Regions from separate parts of the Sus scrofa genome. Here region 2 is linked to region 1. Evidence: chromatin contacts called from public HiChIP or PLAC-seq data. All regions are on one chromosome and are shown on one strand. Each heading gives the region's core, a stretch centred on a gene start, on an enhancer-like site or on the middle of the called end of the contact. The rest is flanking DNA. Distances are from core to core; before and after follow the strand shown. Region 1 holds the start of LSM11 (U7 snRNA-associated Sm-like protein LSm11). Region 2 holds the start of MED7 (mediator complex subunit 7).

Region 1 (3,930 bases), core at 794-3,293:
CTTGGCCTAAATTCTTCATTTATTTTTTTTGTACAGATGCAGTATGTGAGTCTACCATCTGTGTGTGTGTATGTCTTTACATAAACCAGGATCACATTTCTTCATCACAGCAGTGGTTCACAGACTTCAAATGTATTTGAAATGCCTTCTTAACATGCCAGTTCCAAGCTCCCCACATGAGTATTTTGGGGTCCCAAGGTTTTTGATGCATATAATCATCAATCCACTCTGAGTGACAAGGTCCAAATAAGCTAATACTGGACTGTGGTAGGCTAAGGAAGGCCGTGAGAATGTAGCTCTTATTTGGCAAATGTAACTTAATGGTCAGTAAATTATAGCATTTTATATCCAAACAATTAGTTAAGTAGGTATTAGTACAGATTTTCAAGAGAAGCACCCAAGGGAATTTTGTGCTTTCTGTGGGTGCTATGTCACACTACAAAGTCTATCACCTGAATTTGTTATAAAATAAGGGGACACGCACGCACTCATTAAATTGCCAGCAGTTTGCAAGTTTGAGGTTTGTGTTGGGGCAGGGGGTTTTGAGCAAAGAAATATTACTGGGTTTAATATTTATGCCATAATGAAACCTATTGAATTATGTAGTGTTAGAAGTATTGTTGGGTGGTTTTCAGCATGTTTTTGTAGCATGTATTTATTCTAAAGCATACTTCATAGTTGTATATTAATTCTCATTCTGCTCTCTAGGAGAATAGTATTTTTTCAGGCTTCCTTTCCAAATCGTAAAGAAACTTAAAAATGTACACAAAAGCTACCAGTATAGACTAAACACCAGTTGATAGTAGTTTGGGGGAGTGATGGCAGTTAGGAAGGTGATTGGGTGTGGCCTGTAGGTGACTGAAAACAGCTTTGTTGGATGAAGGGTGATATCTGGGTTTTTGGTGTAGACTGTCATTTTCATACCAAAAAACAATGTTTTGCTGAGCAGAGTCTCTAAAGTACAACCAGGTTTTGTAAGTCCTCCATTATTCCACCCTCCAATTGCAGGATCCTCATTTCCTCCAGGTGCTTAGCAGTGCTTGGAAGATTGGTGATAGTGAATTTTCTTTAACACTAGCTTCTTTCCGGTGTATGTGTAAATTTCTTTTTGCATACGGTGTAGGAAATCCAAGACTAGGACCTCCCCCCTCCATTCTAAAGTTTCATTGTACGCTTAAGAAATATTAACATTCAGGAGTTCCCGTCGTGGCGCAGTGGTTAACGAATCCGACTAGGAACCATGAGGTTGCGGGTTCGGTCCCTGCCCTTGCTCAGTGGGTAAACGATTCGGCGTTGCCGTGAGCTGTGGTGTAGGTTGCAGACGCGGCTCGGATCCCGCGTTGCTGTGGCTCTGGTCTAGGCCGGTGGCTACAGCTCCGATTCAACCCCTGGCCTGGGAACCTCCATATGCCGTGGGAGCGGCCCAAAAGAAATAGCAACTACAACAACAACAACAAAAAGACAAAAGACAAAAAAAAAAAAAAAAAAAGAAATATTAACATTCATAGAGAGCATTTGGTATGTGCTGTAGAGGCAGTATCTCTTCATTCTTCCGACGAGTCTATGAAATAGGTAACCATTTCTATCATATTTCAGATGAGAATGTAAAGACCCAGAGAAGCTAAATAGTTTGAGTCCAGCTAGGCTAAACCCCAGTGGTACTCAGAACGAAAGCAAATTGGGGTTCTCCTTGCCCTCCTCCCTCTGCTTCTCCACAGCTCAAGTTAGGGGTAGACTCCAGCTGCAGAAAGCAGAGAACCACCGGGGGAGCTTGTTAAAACGCCAGTCCCGGCCTCCGCTTCTGCTGAATCTGGACTTACTAACACCCCAAGTGATGATGATATAGATAGGGAAACGGTGCGTTAAAGCAGATTAACCTGCTCCCCGCGCACTGATGCGCGCTGCGAGGCCCTGAGGGTGGCATCCCCGCGCCACGCCGCCGGCGGCGCAGAGCGCGGGCAGATGCTGCCCTCCCGCGGCCGCGCGGAGGCAGTGCGACCCCGCGCCGCGGCTGCGCAGTGCCGCCCTCTGGCGGCCCCGCTCCTTCTTCCCATCGGCCTCGGCTTGCGGGCCTTTCAAACATGGAGGAGCGGGAGCGGGGGGCGAGGTCGGCTCGCGCCGGGAGCCCCGCCAGCCCGCCCAGCCCGCTGCTGGATGTCAGCTCTGACAGCTTCGACCCGCTGCTGGCTCTGTACGCGCCGCGCCTGCCTCCCATCCCCTACCCCAACGCGCCCTGCTTCAACAACGTGGCCGAGTACGAGAGCTTCCTCAAGACCGGGTGCCGGGGCGGCGGGCGCGGGCGGGCGCGGGGTGCGGCCGCGGGCTCGGGGGCCCCGCCGCCGCCGGGCCCTCGGGCAGGACCCGCCGCCGCCCGGACGCCCCCGCCCCGGACCCCGAGCGCATCCAGCGCCTCCGCCGCCTCATGGTGGCCAAGGAGGAAGAGGACGGGGCCGCCGGGGCGCGGCGGCGGGGTCCGGCTCGGACCAGGAAGGCGCCGCGCAACGTGCTCACGAGAATGCCCTGTGAGTCCGGCGGGCGGGGCGGGCGGGGCGGGGCTGGGGGCCGGGCAGGGCCGCTGTCCGGAAGGTTGCGGCCGGGAGGCGTCGGCCGGGTGCTTGGGGCTCCGCGCGGGGCGCGAATCCGGGGCAGGGTCCGGGTCAAGGCTACGGAGATAATCAGCGGCCGCGGGCGGGTTCTGCTTGAGGAATGCCGGCAGTGGGGGCGTGGGGAGGGTCTTCTTGCGGAAGGAAGGGTCTGCGGGAGCAGTGGGGGGAAAGTGTAAAGCTGAAGGGGAAAGAAATAGCCCGGGGGAGCGTGTGCCTGGATAATTAGTGTAGACGGTCTGTAAAAGGGGTTGGGGGTCACGGAAGTGGCTATAGAGGTGGTGAGGCGCCTGCAGAAAGCATGTGCAGGGGCGATGGGGTGGGGGCTGTCTGCGGAGGTGATGGGCCTAAAAACGGGATGTCATAGTGAGGGTTTACAGAAGCGAGGAGGTCTTGGGACCACGCACGCAGCGGGAGGGAGGGCACAGCCAGTATTTGGGGAGGAAAAGTGTTCGGTCAGTGAGATTTGGAGATGACGGGATGGAGTGTGAAGAAATCTGTTCAGATGGCACAGTGGACATAATCTTATAACCCCTGCACCTTCAGTGACGGCTCCTTCTTCCTGCTGCAAGGGTCTTGATACATATATGTTCACATTAGCAAATTACAAGTGCTGGAATGCAGCAGGCACAAAATGCCACGAAAACCCAGGCACTGTTTCACAGCCCCTCTGCCAGGCCAAGTGAAGGATTGTGTCTGTCAGGCTTTTATTATATGCACTGGCTAGTTTTAGGTTCTAAAGGTGTAGCAGGCACAAGGGAGTTTCTTGCAGCCTTCTAATAGATCCTTAGGGTAAAGCTGTAAACGGCAGAGGTTGCTCACGTGTGAGTTAGGTCTTGTATAAATGGAGTAAAAACAGCCCAGGTGTTACATCTTCTGTCATCTGGCAAGCAGTCCTGACATCTGCCCCATGGACACAACGACCTACTTAGCCATTGAGAGCATCTCTATCTTGATAGCTAAATCGTGGCGTTATTAAATCACTGTCTTTGGAGAGTTCTGCTAAGCAAAGGAGTATTTTTGTTTCCTCCCTAGAAATGTTTTTATTAAAAGAAAAACATCCTGAAAAGCTGAGTGCTGTTAGGGGCACCTTTGTCCAATGATTTACTGTGCTTACAGCATCCCTGCCTAAGCTAGGGTTTCCCCCAGCTCGCTGGCCCAACAGTGACCCACAGATAGATTATGCATGTTCCTAAATTAAGAGCAGTTTGGGAGACCTTATTTTGCCCATACTTTTTGCCACTAGAAAATTTTCGAGGTGTACTTTGAGTCTCATTTTTATATTTCCATTTGGCCAATTATTGCTTCGCTTTTAAGATTTTCAAGA
Region 2 (3,930 bases), core at 931-3,430, 510 kb before region 1:
TGCGCACAAAAGCTTCATAAATATTTGCTGGTAGCTCCATTCATTTCAAAAGGGTTCCAAACCAGTGGAAATTTGGAAGTAGGTACAAACATCTTTAACATGCATTTATTCCTTCAAACATTTACTGTTTGTCTAATATATGATAATGATGATTATGACAGATAATATTTGTAGTGTATACTATGTGCCAGACACTGTTCTTAATTACTTTTCTCATGGTTATGAGAAATCTAAGAAAAGAAAAGTGCTCTTTCCAATTTGGAGATGAGACCACTGTGGCTCAGAAAGGTTGACCCACTTCTATAAAGTCACAGAGTAAAGGAAGGATCCAGAGTCTGAGAATGTCAAACACTACACCATTCTCTCTCTTAAGAAACACTGCCTCCATCCTAGCGTTGCTTAAAAATCTATCAAGGAAAATGGACAACAGATAACTACACGGCTTAAGGGTGCTACAAAAGACCAACAGATCTGACTACCAAAAACAAATCTAAAAACCATATAGAAAAGTATATCATAAACGAAATTAAAAAACAATCCCATTTTTCTGGGAGAAGAATGCTTGCAAGCTAACAAAGGACAAATACTAGGAATTTAATTTTGATTTTTTTACTGACTCCATCCCCACAAGAAGAAAAGCACTACGACTTCAGGAACTGTCTGTCTTATTCAAAAATGTACCTCCAGTATTTCAAGCAATGCCTAGAAGGTGCTAAATCCTCAATAAAGATTCAATGAGTTGTGGTTGTTTTTAACCTATATTTTTAAAAATTAATAGAAAAACAGGCAAAAGATGACAAAGAAAATGGAAATGTGAATAAAAGCTTGAAAACATTCAGACTAATGCACCGTTAAAAGCAAATTTTAAAAAGGATCCTTCCCATCTAACAGACTATTAAGATTTCAACTATTCCATCATTCAACAAACATCAGAACACCTTCCATGCAGTGGGCCCTGGATCCCGGACCTGGGGCTCCCAGAACACTCCCCTTCCTCTCGGTGCCCTCAGAGTGGCCGTCTCAATTTTAGAAGCAGGTTTCCCAATTTCAGAAGCAGGCTAGGGGTCAATTCCGAGCTACCGCTGGCGGCCAATGCCACGGCTCACCACAAGGCCAAATCCTTAACCCACTGAGTGGGCCAGGAGTCGAACCCGCAACCTCATGGTTCCAGGTCGGATTCCTCTCCGCTGCGCCACGACGGGAACTCCAGTATCACTGTTTTATACCCTCCCTTACTTAAGCTTCGTAATATTTCTGTGAGTTTAATACCACTATCGATTTCATTTTAGAGCTGATAATTACAAGTCTGTCTCATTGAGAGGGAGTGTCTGCAACCAGATCAAAAAGCTAATAAATGGCAGAGCAGGAATTCTTATCTAGGTCCTTTTTGTTGCACCATCAAGCTCTCTCAAATCAGTGAAGTACCAAGAGCCTAACAATACAAAAAAAACTTGATATACTACAGAAATTATGTTTCTCTCTCCATCACTTCTCTCAGCTGAACTTGTCAAAAGCGATGGAAGTCTCTGGTAAAACCAGCGCCAGGCATCACAGGTGGTGATCAGATTGAAGATCCACCTTTCAGTGTCTGTTTCGTTTTGGAGGACTTAACTAAAACAGAAAGGTATTCCAGGGTGCCAGTCCCAGAGGTTTTGCTCACTTCTCTACTGTGAAGGGGGACGCTTAAAAGCTGCCTTCAAAACCTCTCTGGATGATCTGATGATGAGGCTATAGTTCTACCTCCTTCCCAGCCTCCCACTATTTCATGTGATTAGAGGACTGATCCCCGAGGGAGGGTTGGTTATCTCATAAAGCCGGAGGGGCCAAGAGACTTGCAGAGGCTACACAAACCAGCGGCACACGACTGGAACTCAGCTCCCCGGACCTCCGGCGCAGCTCGAGATCCCGACTCGGAAGCAGCCCGCAGCCCACTGCGCGGAGAGCACCTTCCTCCAGGCGCTCTACCCGGCGGCTCCGCGGGGGTCGGGGAGGCCGCGCTCCCCGAAGGGCGCGGGAGAGGAAGGTGGGCGAGCACACTATGCGCCAAGCCTCCCACCACTCCCAGCCCGCCGGGAGGAAGCGGCGGGGTCCGGAAGGAGAAATGCAGCGGACGGAACCGAGCCCCAAGTCGTCGCCGCCCACTCACCTCGGTACTGGGTTTACACTGGTAACCGCCTTCGCCACCACAGCCGAAGTCCAACTTCCGGCCTCCTCTTCCCGGAAGAAGCTACTGGTGCTGTCTCTTGACTGGCGGAAAGAGCTGTCCTTTAACCCAGGCTCTAGTCCCGCCTCAGACCGATGGCTCGCTATTGCGCCTGCGCATAACCTCCTCTCTCCCCGCTCTTTCCGCGATTTGGCGGCAGCCGCAGGGTTTGGGGTGTTGGAGTCTTTTCTTGTGCTTTTTCTATCAGTAGCAGTGGCACGTGGTAGCGTCGTTTCTTTTTTTGCTGTTTTTTTTTAACGCTTAAAATTAAAGCATCCATATGCCTTACATAAACTTTAAAAAATAGAGACAAGCAGCTATTTTTAAACGTTACATTTAAAAAAATGTTACCCCACTGTCAAAAACAACATTTAAATAAATACATAAATAAATAATTTTAAAAATAACCTTAAGAAATGAGATTGGACTCCACATGCTGGAAATAATTTGGAACATGGAAATCTTAATCTCGAAATATGTGTGAAAATGGTTGGGAAGCAACATATTCTTAATTTATATTTCTTCACCGTCCATTCAGTTTTATTCACGTATTCAGATTCTGTTACATTTCCAGGCAACAAATTAACAAGCATAAAACAAAACGATATGTAAGAGTTTCTTCTGGAGGCGACTTTCAAGAAGTGCTACACATTTCTAAATTTGTGGGAATCTTACAAAAAAGCATGCTACCAAGACACGGCTCGGATCCCGCCTTGCTGTGGCCCTGGCTTACGCTGGCAGCTACAGCTCCAATTGGACTCCTAGCCTGGAAACCTCCATATGCAGTGGGTGCAGCCCTAAAAAGACAGAAAGACAAAAAAAAAAAAAAAAAAAAAAAAAAGATTTTTTTATTCCAGTTTTTAAAACTTACTATGAAGCGTTCCAAACATATATAGAAGTAGAGAATAGTCTCTACTTTCAATTTCAATAATTATCTACCTATAGACATTATTTCAGTTCAGTATGCATTTCTGAAAGATAAAGACTTGTTTGGGGGTTTTATTGTTGTTTTCATTGAACCACAGAACCACTGTCTCATTTAAAAATAAGTTAATAACTTGATTTAGTTTCATCAATGAAATCAGTATGAAAATACCAAATGTCTGAAGATGCAATGAAGTCTTTTGTGACTAGCTGATGTATCTTTTTATTATCTTTTTTTTTTTTTTTTTTTTTTTGGCTTTTTAGGGCCACACTCCAGGGCATATGGAGGTTCCCAGGCTAGGGGTCTAATTGGAACTGTAGCTGCTGACCTAGACCACAGCCACAGCAATGCAAGATCCAAGCCACGTCTGTGAACTACACCAGAGCTCAGGGCAAAGCTGGATCCTTAACCCACTGGGCAAGATCAGGGATCAAACTTTCATCCTCACAGATGCTAGTCAGGTTCATTAACTGCTGAGCCACAATGGGAACTCCTCTTTCTATTATCTTTTAATCTATAGTTTCCTTCCTCCATTTCAGTCCCCCCCCCCACACACATCAATTTATTTGTTGAAGAAATATGTTCACTTTTTTTTTGTTTTCGTTTTTTGGCTTTTTGACTTTTTAGGGCCACACTTGTGGCACATGGAGGTTCACAGGCTAGGGGCTGAATGAGAGCTACAGCTGCTGGCCTATGCCACAGCCACAACAACTTGGGATCCGAGCTGCGTCTGCAACCTACACCACAGCTCACGGCAACGCTGGATCCTTAACCCACTGAGCAAGGGCAGGGACCGAACCCG

The links. HiChIP or PLAC-seq counts read pairs in DNA pulled down with a chosen protein or histone mark.
Region 2: an H3K27ac HiChIP or PLAC-seq map of alveolar macrophages shows a contact between it and region 1. The contact joins the promoter of MED7 here to the promoter of LSM11 in region 1. A contact is called at or near these places in 1 of 5 promoter capture datasets (liver), 17 of 47 Hi-C or Micro-C datasets (alveolar macrophages, brain, embryonic fibroblasts and 11 more) and 2 of 2 datasets of contacts at active chromatin or transcription factors (alveolar macrophages and skeletal muscle).

Annotation. Positions count from the first base shown.
Region 1 is chr16:65,598,718-65,602,647 of Sscrofa11.1, reverse strand. It overlaps LSM11 (U7 snRNA-associated Sm-like protein LSm11), which reads left to right and starts at 2,043. Exons shown (of 5, transcript XM_021076895.1): 1 at 2,043-2,328; 2 at 2,331-2,522. The coding sequence starts at 2,082. It overlaps THG1L (probable tRNA(His) guanylyltransferase), which reads left to right. Exons shown (of 6, transcript XM_003134104.4): 6 at 1-11.
Region 2 is chr16:66,113,092-66,117,021 of Sscrofa11.1, reverse strand. It overlaps MED7 (mediator complex subunit 7), which reads right to left and starts at 2,180. Exons shown (of 2, transcript NM_001044615.1): 1 at 2,147-2,180. All of the region lies in intron 3 of FAM71B (protein FAM71B), which reads right to left.